Regions from separate parts of the Mus musculus genome. Here region 1 is linked to region 2. Evidence: chromatin contacts called from public HiChIP or PLAC-seq data. All regions are on one chromosome and are shown on one strand. The core of a region is the stretch at or near the end of the contact, and the rest is flanking DNA. Distances in the headings are between cores, read along the strand shown.

What was found. HiChIP or PLAC-seq counts read pairs in DNA pulled down with a chosen protein or histone mark.
Region 1: an H3K27ac HiChIP or PLAC-seq map of embryonic stem cells shows a contact between it and region 2, with 6 read pairs. The contact joins two enhancer-like sites. A contact is called at or near these places in 1 of 39 promoter capture datasets (embryonic stem cells), 8 of 484 Hi-C or Micro-C datasets (Th2 cells, bone marrow-derived macrophages, embryonic stem cells and 4 more), 8 of 115 datasets of contacts at active chromatin or transcription factors (the 230-238 cell line, craniofacial prominence, embryonic midbrain and 3 more) and 3 of 9 other capture datasets (adipose tissue, liver and pancreatic islet).

The regions. Positions count from the first base shown.
Region 1 is chr9:21,785,186-21,791,447 of GRCm38.p6, reverse strand. The region is part of intron 3 of Kank2 (KN motif and ankyrin repeat domains 2); the gene reads left to right. Among named protein-coding and RNA genes, the nearest start is that of Kank2, 10 kb to the left of the region's middle. Within about 2 kb of position 4,352, at least 52 of the 459 cell types and tissues checked have an H3K27ac peak or open chromatin away from gene starts, as enhancers often do. A contact at or near this core is called in embryonic stem cells, where this site is marked.
Region 2 is chr9:21,703,127-21,709,200 of GRCm38.p6, reverse strand. It overlaps Smarca4 (SWI/SNF related, matrix associated, actin dependent regulator of chromatin, subfamily a, member 4), which reads right to left. Exons shown (of 34, transcript NM_001174078.1): 34 at 4,971-6,074. Among named protein-coding and RNA genes, the nearest start is that of Gm26511, 17 kb to the left of the region's middle. Within about 2 kb of position 2,115, at least 14 of the 459 cell types and tissues checked have an H3K27ac peak or open chromatin away from gene starts, as enhancers often do. A contact at or near this core is called in embryonic stem cells, where this site is marked.

The DNA.
Region 1 (6,262 bases), core at 3,103-5,602, 80 kb before region 2:
AATCCTCTGAGCTTCACACAGGCACCAAGCCATAACACACACCCTGTTTCCCCCACTAAGTAAATAAATATATAAACAAATGTACTTTAACTTTAAAGACAGGATCTCATTATGTAGACCAGGCTACCTTCAAGTTCACAGAGATCTGCCTCTGACTCCGGAGTATTGGAGTTAAAGATGTGAACACCAGCATGCCCAGAAATTAGTGTAATTAAAGGGAAACAAAACTTCAGAAAATGTACAAGAGACAAAGTATCCACATGGGAAATTTGTGTTCAGATCAAAACTGAGGGAAACGAGGCAGGGCCGGTGACAGTTCCCTGGGAACATGGCCACCCTGTGCCCTCCTCTGTAATTTTTTTTTTAAGATTTATTTATTATTATATGCAAGTACACTGTAGCTGTCTTCAGACACTCCAGAAGAGGGAGTCAGATCTTGTTACTGTTACGGATGGTTGTGAGTCACCATGTGGTTGCTGGGATTTGAACTCCGGACCTTCAGAAGAGCAGTCGGGTGCTCTTACCCACTGAGCCATCTCACCAGCCCCTCGTCTGTAATCTTGAGCATACTTTTCAAGCTCTGTGTGGTCTACTGCCATAGCACCCCAAACCTCCTCAAACTGCAACACTCTCCATCTGTAAATTGGGTGTCCTGACAGATCACTGTGCCTAGAATCCCCCTTGAGGGGCTCAGGGTGACCCATGGTAATAGCACAGCTGCCTGGTGCTGTGAGGCCCTGGGCTCTGGCCCTGGCCCTGTGAATCCAGTTGTGTAGTCTGGCCGTGGGTGCTCCCGGTCAGCTCTAGGTTCTGTAGTGTCCTTTGACTGAATATAGTCAGGTGTGGTAGCACAGGCTTATAAGCCCAGCACTCAGGAGGCTGAAACAGGGGGACCGCCTCAGCTTCAAGACCAGCCTGGGCTACTGAGTGAATCTTACACAGGAAATGCTAAAGTAGGTGATGGAGAAGATAGAGCCTCTAGGGCAGAGAATCGAGAAGAGGCCCCAGGCCAGGCACAGCCCAGGATCCAAGTCCCCGGGATCAAGAAGAACTTGGGCTAGTGAATGATCTAGAAAGTGGAGGGCAAGAGTGAGCTGCTGGAGGAACCTAAGCAGCCAGGGGTGAGTGAGTGTCACGGACTCCTGATTTGGGGCAGCAGTATCAGAAACAAAATATGGTGTTTGCTGAGGTTGATGGGCCTGATGATACATCATGGAGCAGTCCTTGGAGGAAGAGGCAGGGGGAGGTGACCTCTTTAGCATCTAGTGAGAGCTATGTTTCTCAGCAGAGCAGGAATTTACTTTCTCCAGCTGAAGAGTCGGGGAAGCCCCCACCTCCACAAACACACAGACACATCCCCAGGCTGGAGAGAGGTAGGCAAGATGGAGTGAAAGACCTGGAGTCCTGTATGCACGTGCACACACACACACACACACACAAACCTTACAGCCAAGAGTGGTGGCAACACTCCTTTAATCCCAGCATTCTGAAGTCAGAGACAAGTAGGTCTTTGAGGTTGAGGCCAGCCTGGGCTATATAGTGAGCTCCGGGACAGCCAGCTATGGCTCAAGCAAGACCCCCACTCAAGCAACAAAAATGTGATTTATTTTCTTTGTAGAAGGATTGGAAAGTACAGAAAAATCTAGAATACCTTGGAGTAGCTGCTTTCTACATTTTGGGTTGTTCTGTTTTGCTGAGCCAGGGTCCCACTCCAGTCCAGGCTAGCCTGGAACTCATGGTCATGCTGCAGCCTCAGCTTTTCCGAGTATTGGGGTGCCAGGGGTGCGCAACCAGCACAGCTCCCACCCTTGGCTGCTGTGCCTCGCACACGCTGGGCCAGCATCCTACCTGGGCCGTGCTCCAGCCCCAGCTCTAAATTTCTATTTTATAGTTTAATTCATTAATTTAGAGGCAGTGTCTCAGGTAGCCCAGGATAACCCTGCTCTCCTGATCCCCAGGCCTCTTCCCCTTGAGTGCTGGATGCGGGAGTGAGCCACCATGCCTGTTTCACAGGGTGCTGGGCATGATACCCAGGGCCTGGAGCAGGCTCGCACGTGTCCTCCCACCCCAGCCTCAGTCCTGTGTTTATTTTGTAGGAGTGTGTGTGTGTGTGTTTGGGACAGTTCTATTTTGTAGCCCAGGCTGCTCTTTTGCCTGCCTCTTGTCTGGCTTGCCAAAGCTGGGACCTCAGGCTTGAGCCACCATAGCCAGCCTGAATTTTTCAAATGCATAAAAGAAAAGTATGTTTTTAGTATCTGGCACCACAAAGCTGGTGGAGATTATTGTTTTGTTTGATTGTATTTATTTTTTCAGCTGCAGTGGAACCCAGGTCTCGTACATCCTGGGCAAGTGCTCTGTTCCTGGGCCGGGCCCTGAACCTGGACCTCTCATGTTTTCCTTTTGTTTTTCCCCAGCCACATAAAAATGCAAAGGCTACCGAGCATCATAGCACATATAGCCTACCAAGCTCATTTCTGCACTTGGGAGACTGAGGCAGGAGGATTGTGGTGAGTCCTAGGTACTTCTAGGGCTACATAGCAAGATGCCATCTTGCTTTAGAGAGAACAGAGAACGGAATGGAAAAGAAAGAGGATGTAGATAAACACTGGCTTGGGCCGTCTTGGCTGGAGAGGGTGTGTGGAGATGGAGGCAGAGGATCAACGGTTAGAGGACGCAGAAAATAAAAAAGGAAAAGCTTTGTAGTGGTGGCACACACCTTTTAATCCCAGCACTGGAGGCAGAGGCAGGCAGATTTCTGAGTTCGAGGCCAGCCTGGTCTACAGAGCGAGTTCCAGGACAGTGAGGGCTACATAGGAAAACCCCGTCTTGCAGAAAACACAGAAAGAAAGAACAAAGGAAGTTCTTTTCACTTTTCCTGCGTTTATTGTTTTAAGAGAGAATCAAAGGGCGGCCTGGGGTACATAATATTCTGCCTCAAAAATACACATAAAATAAAACCAGGGGCTGGAGAGGTGGCTTCGCAATTAAGAGCGCTGGCTGCTCTTATGAGGACCTGTTTGCCTCTTGGCAGCCGCACCAGGAGCCTCCCCAGGCACACTCTTGATTAAAAATAAATCTTAGAAAACACCGACAGACACAGTTGTCCAACAGCACGGTGTGTGCAGTCTTGCTGAGCTCGGCTTGCCCATTTTTTCAATTATAGCTTTCATCTCAATCCAGTCATTATATATGTTTTTCATTTTTCTTCTGTTTTGTTTTTTTGTTTTCTGAAACAGGGACTTTCCTGTGTACTGTAAGCCTCCCACAGCCTGAGTCCCCTCCTCAGCACTGGGGTCACAGATGCCCACTGCCATGCGTGGCCATCATACTTTGTCCCCTATTGAATGACTTACAGACGTATTTATTTGTTCCGGGTGTATGTGCGGGCATGTGTGGATGTTCGAGCAGGGCTTTGGGAAGACATCTTTCTCCTACCATGTGGGTCCAAGAGATCAATCTAAGCTAGACACTTAGCAGCTCCTTTCTTCACTGACCCATCTCGCCCGCCCCACATTTTGCTTTTTGAAGATGATGTTTCCCTGTGCTTCCCTGGCTGGCTACCAAACAATCCTCCTGCCTCACCCTCTCCATTCCCTGGGCCCTCAGGCATGTGCCACCACCCCAGGCCTTTTAATGACTTTGCTGCACCCCACCTTCAAGCTGCTAATTTAGATATTCCGTGTCCTTGAAAAACATTCTCGGTGCCTGCCTGATTTCCTTAAATGGTCTTGTGTTTCAGAAAAACAAGATTCTCTCTCTGTTTCTTGTTTTTTCCACTTTAATTTTTTTTTCCTCCAGTGCTGGGATGGGGCTGTGGACATCTTGCAAGCCAGGCGAGAACCATGCGGCTGAGTGCGGCTCCTGTATTTTATTACGTCTATTAATTACCTTTGGAGGGTAATGTGTGGCAGTTAGAGGGCAGTTTGGGGGGGGGGGTCCGTTCTCTTCTTCCACACTGTGGTCCTGAGGATCAAACTCAGGTCACCAGGCCTGACAGCAAGCCCCTTTGTGGGCTGAGCCACCTTGTCAGCCCTGCGTCCAGCAGTTTCTCTGGGAATCTGAATCCAGGCTGTCTGTTGGCTCTTGTGGCTGACCTGCTGAGTCGCCACCCCAGCCCCTTTATTTGTTTTGTTCTTAGGTTAAGTCTTACAGTTGTGCAGCCTAGCCTCTAATCCACCTTAGCTGGGTGGCCTTTGACCTGTTATCCTCCTGGGTGGGGAAAGGGGTGGGGTGGGGGTGTTGAGCACACGTGAGGAATGTGGTGTGAGCCCCTCGTGAGCATCCCGAAAGCAGCAGCCACAGGCTTTGGTTTGAGATGGAGTGCCTTGTTTGCTCCATCCGCCCCCCTGCTGGCCGACTTAGGGTTCTGCAGCTGCACGCCCATCTCTCCATAGCTGCCCTGGGATCACACACACAGCCCTGCTGGGGTTTGAGGATTTGAACTCAGAACCTAAGGCTTACACTGCAGGGGTGCTTTGCTCACTGAGGCATCTCCCCAGCACAAGGGATTTTTAAAAATTGTTACATTTTTATTTATTGGGGGAAGAGGGGTGTCAGAGGCTAACTTTCAGGAGTCAGGCTTGGCAGCAAGCACCTTTAACCTAGGAGCCCTCTTGCTGGGCCTAGAAAAGGTTTATTTTTCCCTACTGTTATTTCTGACCTGAAGCTGTTTGAATGCACAGATGCAGAGTGCTGAGACACGGGCCACTGGAGGCCTGCCGTTGCTGCCGTTGTGTTGGTTTTGCTTTGCTTTGGTTTGGTTTTTCCAAAACAGGGTTTCTCTGACTAGCCCTGGTGATCCTGAAACTCACTCTGTAGACCAGGCTGGCCTTGAACTCAGAAATCCGCCTGCCTCTGCCTCCCAAGTGCTGGGATTAAAGGCATGAACCATCATCACCTGATATTATTTCAACATGTGAACACCCAGCTGGGGTTGGAAGGAACCTTTTTTGTTTAGTTGGGGGTTGTGTTTTTTTTTTTTTTTTTTTTTTTTTTTTTTTTTTTGGTTTTTCGAGACAGGGTTTCTCTGTGTAGCCCTGGCTGTCCTGGAACTCACTCTGTAGACCAGGCTGGCCTTGAACTCAGAAATCTGCCTGCCTCTGTCTCCCAAATGCTGAGGTTAAAGTTGTGTGCCACCACTGCCCCGACGGAAGGAACCTTTTAAGCCTAGTTTGTTGGTTTTTCTTCTTTCTCTTCTTCACACAAGCTCTTGCACATACATAGCACATATTTGTATACATGTATGCAGATAGATAGATAGACAGATAGACAGACAGATAGGCTGGACTCACATTCCTCGTGCCTCAGACTCCTAGCCCTGGAGCCTGGATTACAGGGACAACCTAGCACACAGACTATATCTAAGATTTATCGTTGCTCCTTTTTTTTTTTTTTTCTTCGAGACAGGGTTTCTCTGTGTAGCCCTGGCTGTCCTGGAACTCACTTTGTAGACCAGGCTGGCCTCGAACTCAGAAATCCTCCTGCCTCTGCCTCCCAAGTGCTGGGATTAAAGGCGCACCACCACCGCCCAGCGTTGCTCCTATTTTTTATCCTCGAGATGCATGGTGTGTTTGGGGGAGGCAAGCATGTTGCTACCGAAGACATGCCAGTGTCAGACGCCAGTCCTCACCTTCTGCTTCTCTCTTGTTTACTGCTGGTTCCCCAGGCTAGCCCAAGGGCTTCCAGTGGTTTCCCATCTTGCCATAGGAATTGCAGACTTCCACCACTATGTCCAGCTTACACATAAATGAACTCAGGTCATCAGGCTAGTTCCCTTACCCACTGAGCTGCCCTGCCAGCCCTCCAGCCCCCAGCATTCAAAATCTGCAGCTCTAAGCCAAGCATAGTGGGGCACGCCTGCTATGCCAGCCCCCAGGACTGAGACAAGAAGCTCTCTAGGACAAGGTAGGCCTGAGATGTAAAGAAATACCCACAAAACAGCAGCAGCAAGAGCCTGAGGATGTAATTTGGTTGGTAGAATGTAGCCCCAGAATGCAGGAAGTGCTGGCTTCTATCCCAGAGCTTGGGAGGTAAAGGCAGTGAGTTCAAGGCCAGCCTGGACCACATGAGACTCGGTCTCAAAAAAGACAATGAGCAAGCCAGAGCCACAGCTCAGTTAAGAATACTGCAATAGTGTACACAACCCAGGTTCCATCCCCAGGACCGCAAAACAATAATAATAAATAAGTAAATGAGAATTTTGAAGCACCCAGCCCTAGTGCCTGGCTCACAAAGTAAATTCAACTCCCTGTTAGCTGAGGCA
Region 2 (6,074 bases), core at 866-3,365:
ACATGGTGGCTCACAACCATCTGTAATGGGATAGGATACCCTCTTCTGGTGTGTCTGAAGACATCTACAGTGTACTCACATACATAAAATAAATAAACAACTCTTTAAAACAAACAAACAAACAAACTGGGCTGGAGAGATGGTTCAGTGGTTAAGAGCATTGACTGCTCTTGCGAAGGTCCTGAGTACAGTTCCCAGCAACCACATGGTGGCTCACAACCATCTACAATGGGATCTGATGCCCTCTTCTGGTGTGTCTCAAGACAGATACAGTGTACTCGTATGCATAAAATTAAATAAATAAATCTTTAAACAAACAAACAGGCCGGGCATGGTGGTGCACACCTTTAATCCCAGCACTTGAGAGGCAGAGGCAGGCAGATTTCTGAGTTTGAGACCAGCCTGGTCTACAAAGTGAGTTCCAGGACAGCCAGAGATACACAGAGAAACCCTGTCTCAAAAAAACAAACAAATAAATTTATTTATTTATTGTTATATCGAAGTACACTGTAGCTGTCTTCAGACACACCAGAAGAGGGCATCAGATCTCATTACGGATGGTTGTGAGCCACCATGTGGTTGCTGGGAATTGAACTCAGGACCTTTGGAAGAGCAATCGGTGCTCTTAACCACTGAGCCATCTCTCCAGCTCTGAAATACATATTTCTAAGGAAGGCCACTGTCCCCAAATGCTGATTGGCAGGATAATTTGTCACAGATGTTTGTGGATTCTAGGCTTATAAGCTATGTGGCACCGGGCGGTGGTGGCACAAGTCTTTAATCCCAGCACTTGGGAGGCAGAGGCAGGCAGATTTCTGCTACAGTCTCCAACTCGCAGAGACAGGAACAGCACGGACACCAAGACGAGTTCACGCAGCTTCCTTCGTTTTACTTGCAGCCTTTTTACTTAGGGCAAGGGCTATATTTATACAGTAGGGGCAACGGAGCTCATCTCACTCCACACTACCTCATCCAATCAGAATCACACATGCTCCAGGCACGAGCTCAGGTCGGTCACAAATAGGCTGACAGATCCTGATCACGAGGAATAATCTAACTTGGCAGGCAGCTTACGCATGCAGGTTCACTGCGCAGTTTGGGCAAGGTAGTAAACATGTGGGTTTCACAGGACCTGGGTGCCATCTTGGCTCATGAGGCCGCACTTGCTTTCCGCAGATTTCTGAGTTCGAGGCCAGCCTGGTCTACAGAGTGAGTTCCAGGACAGCCAGGGCTATACAGAGAAACCCTGTCTCGAAAAACAAAACAAAACAAACAGCAAAACAAACAAACAAAAGAGCTATGTGGCATTCTGGCTGGGGGTTGCAGTCTCAGCTCCCAACTCTAACCTGCATCCCCAATCAATCAGTCCTGAGGTGTGTGTTCAATAAACTACACCTATTTGATTGACACTGTTGTCCATGTGGTTTGTGGGGCAATTCCTAGACTTCAACAGTTCCCAGCACCCACATGGTAACTGGTGCCCAGCCTTAGCATAACTGACTCCATGATGTAAGTACCGATCAGGACATAAAACTCAGCATATAGATGCAACAATAGCCAAAAGCAAAGACTTAACCCATCAATGTCTACAGTTGTGGGAACGTCTTTAAATGCACTAATCTTGCTTTCATTTTCTACCATGGGTGGTCAGAGTCAGCAGCGAGCCCCTTTACCTGCCTTAGCTATCCTGGTAGCCCGATTTTTTTTTTTTTTTTGTCTTTGAGACAGGGTCTCATTATGTAACCCAGGTTAGCCTCAAACTCACAGAGATCACTTGCCTCTGCTTCCTGAGTGATGGATTTAGAGGCATGTGTCATCTTGCCAGGCCCAGAGTGTTTTTTTTCTTTTTAATCATAATTTTGTTTTTTATTTTTTATAACGTGTTTTGTCTGCAGGGTTTCTCTGTGTAGCCCTGGCTGTCCTGGAACTCACTTTGTAGCCCAGGCTGGCCTCAAACTCAGAGATTCATCTGCCTCTGCTTCCCAAGTGCTGGGATTAAAGGCGTGCACCAGCACAGCTGGGCTTTTGTTGGGTGGTGGTGTGATGGGCGGTGCCTGTGGGTATCACAGGACAGGTTTATGGAATGCTGGAGTGCATCCCAGGAAAGCTGAGTGCTCTACACACTGGGTGGCACACAGCCCTGCTCATCCGAATCGAGCAGGTTGTGTCTTCTATGACACAGTGCAGAAATCTGCTGGGATTCAAGGGAAGAAGGACCTGGGGACTTCCCTGTAGTTTGGAATGTGACTTTTGGGTGGAGCTTGTGGGGTGGCCCCCACCTGGACTACCTGTGAAATGGATAGAAACCTTCAGACTCAGCAATCTGGAAGGCTCAGGTACTGAGTGGGGCCAGCAGGGGGGAGGAAAAGGCCATCATAAGCCAGCAGGGGTGGGGCCGGAAGGGGCGTCACCAACTTCAGGCAAAGGGCAGTTTAGGACTACTACTCTGACCTGTCTGTCATCCCCATGGCCCATGGCCCTATGACACCTGGCTGTGCACGTGATGCTCAATCCAAAGTATACCTGGTGCCTGCATTAGGTCACTTCACTTTCTTCTAAACCCAATCCTAGCTTCTTGCCTCTCAGATGAGAAAGGACAGATTCTGGCATCACGAACCAGCCATTCAGTTGTGCAGCACAGCTGGATGTATGGGTGTTTATAGTGAAATTCAAAGACACGGGAGCTTTCTGATCCTGAAGCAGCAGCTATAATCTCTCTCCCTCTCTCTCTCCCTTTCTTTCTTTCTTTCTTTTTTTTTTTTTTTAGACAGGGTTTCTGCGTAGCCCTGGCCATCCTGGTACTTGCTGTGTAAACCAGGCTGGCCTCAGACTCAGAGATCTGCGTGTGCCTGCCTCCTGAGTGCTGGGATTAAAGGGTTGCACCACGGTTTCCATCTGCTCTATACTTCTGACAGAAGAGACGAAAGGTCACATAGAGCCTGTTGGGGTGATTTTGGACTTTGCTGCTCTTTATAATGAATAACCACTCTGGTCTGTTTTGCCTTCCCTGTGAAGGGCTCACTTTTACATGTATGCACATATGTATGGATGTATTTAATGTGTGTAGGGGGCTCATATGTGAAGGGGAGAAACTTATGGGAGTGGATTGTTGCCTTCACCAACTGGGCAGGCTGTGCGTTCTATGCCTTTACACAGCTTGCTGCCCGGACTACAATTCAAAGCCCATTTAGTCATTTTTATTTTACGTATATGAGTTAGCCTGCATGTACCATGTGCGCGTGCCTGGTGCTGTGAGCTGCCATGTGAGCTCTGCAAACCAAATCTGGGTCCTCTGCAGGAACAGCAAATGTACTTAGCTACTGAGCCATCTCTCCAACCAACCCAAGACCCACATTTTACTACATTCCATTAAAAAAACTGTGTTTAGAGTTCAAGAACTCCTAGGCTAACTCATATACATAAAATAATAATGAATAAACGTGTTTTGAATTGTGGTGGTCTAGGAAACTGGCATAAAGGCATAGCACACCTGACACCAGAGAGATTCAACCTGAGGGAGTGGAATCTCTCCTTCCTCCACCTGGACTCTGCAAAGCAAACTCAGCCTGTCAGGCTTGGCAGCAAGTACCTGTAACTGCTAGGCTAGCTCTCTGGTCCCCAGGACACTTTTTTGAATTTGGAGACAAGTTCTCATCATGCAGTACTTGCTATGTACACTAAGCTACTATTGAATGCAGAGATCTTCCCACCCCTGCAGGGACTGGAAGCATGCATCACTCCGCCTGACTGTAGAACTCATGTTTAGTTTATGTGCTTTGCTATGTATATCTTGTGGGCTATATGCATGCAGTACCCCGAGGCAAGAAGTGGGCACTGAACCTCCTAGGACTGGAGGAACAAATGGTTGTGAGCCTGTGTGTGGGTGCTGGGAATTGAACTTAGATCCTCTGGAAGAGTACCCAGTGCTCTTAACTGCTCTCCAGTCCCTAGAACTCTTTTTTTTTTTTTTTTTTTTTTTTCTTGTTTTTTTGAGACAGGGTTTCTCTGAGTAGCCCTGGCTGTCCTCGAACTCAGAAATCTGCCTGCCTCTGCCACCCAAGTGCTGGGATTAAAGGTGTGCGCCACCACCGCCTGACTCCTAGAACTCTTTAATTTTTCCCCCAAGACAGCTTCTCTGTATTCCCTTCTTGTATAGCCCAGGCTGTCTTGAAACTTACTCTGTAGACCAGGTTGGCCTTGGAAGATAAATTCAAGAGCACTAGCTAGGTGGTACAGGCCTGCAATCTCAGCATTTGGGATCATCATGAGTTAACAGCAAGCTGCACCTCCATACCAAGTTTAAGGTCACCCTGGCCTACGTGAAACTGTCTCATAACAATATAAAGCAGCCTTGGTAGAACTTTAATCCCAGCACTTGAGAGGCAGAGGCAGGTGATCTCTGTGAGTTCAAGGCCTACTGGTCTCCACAGAGTTCCAGGACAGCCATGGCTACACAAGAGAAACTCTACCTTGAAAAACCGAAAATAAAGAAATGAATAAATCCACCAGCTTTTGCCTCCTGGGATTAAAGGTGTATACTATATGCCTGGCCCCAGAACAAATTTTTTGTTATTTTGAGACAGGGCCTATGAACCCTATGAATCTTGGAATTCACTATACAGGCCTTGAAATCGGAGATCTTTGCCTCTGCTGCCACACTCTCGGATCTTTCCCTCCTGGGAAGTCTCCTGTGGGGTTTGTTGTACAGTGTGTCTCTGTGGTATTCCTTGGCTCTAGACTTCCAGGAGACCTTTCTCTTCAGAGCTGTAAGACCTTGGGACAAACTTCCACCACTGGAGTGGAGTACAACACTTCTCTTGGAGTACAACACTTCCCCTTTCGCCTTAGAGCTGTCACACAACTGTGGCTCCCAAGGCAGCTGGTAGCTACGGATGGCCAAAGACTGAGCGGTAATGGAGAACTGGAGGGCAAAAGGGCTGCAGGCAGAACTGGGGCTTATAGGCACAGAACCAAGGCAAGTCCTACTTATTTATTTCAGTCTTCATTTAAAAGAATGCTTCTTTTTGAGATTGGAGAAATGGCTCAGTGGTGAAGAGTACTAACTGCTGTTGCAAAGGCCCAGGAACCCACACAGTTGCTCACAGCCTCATGTGACTCCAGTTCCAGATCCAATGCCCTCCCTTGACCTCTGTAGGCTCTAGGAATGTACTTGATACACACACACACACACACACACACACACACACACACACACACACATTCAGGCAAAACATTCACACAAAAATGTCTATAATTTAAAAAAGAATTATTTTACGTATGTATGTATATATACACATTCATATGTGAGGGCATGGGCATCGCATCGGGTAAGAGGGCAATACTGAATGTGGGCTCTGATTCATTTGAAGCAGGGTCTTGTCACTGCCTGGCATGCTAGTTGGAGCGCCTGGGGTTCCTCTTTGTGCCTTCATCTTAAGAGCACAGGACTGCAGGACTAAATTAGCCTGGCCCTGTGCCTGTGGCACTTTCGCCTATGGTACCATCTCCCCAGTGCAAGTCATGGACTGCCTCCGTGTGGATGTGTGTGTCCCGTGTATGTAATTCAGTGTGTGTACATCTGCACATGAGGGCCAGAGGTGGATGCTAGGCATCATCTTTGATTGCTTTCCACGTACACATTGAGGTGGAGGCTCTAACTTGAAGCTCACTGACTTGGCTTGTTTAGGGTGTGTGGGTGATGGGAATGCAAAACCCATACACCTGGCAAGGCAAGTACTTTGCCCATAAGTTAGACCCAGTTCCTAAAAGTCTTTCTTTCTTCTCTGTGGCCCCGGAGCCACTGCTGACAGCAAGGAGTCCAGGGAGCCAGTGGTGGCTTGTCATTGCTTTAATTTATTACTGTCTGACTCCAGTGACACTGACATACCCGCTGGGCCTGTGAGCCTCCTGGAGAGCTGGCCCTGTCCAGTAAGATACAGTACAAGGAGCGGCCGGCACGCGCATGCATCCACTGAGCTACAGTGACTGGGGCCTGGGGAGGTGGATGGTGCTCCCAGGAGGTCCCCTCTCTAGACAGTTAATGCTGGTAGAGACTCGAGGCCAGGCCAGGGCCG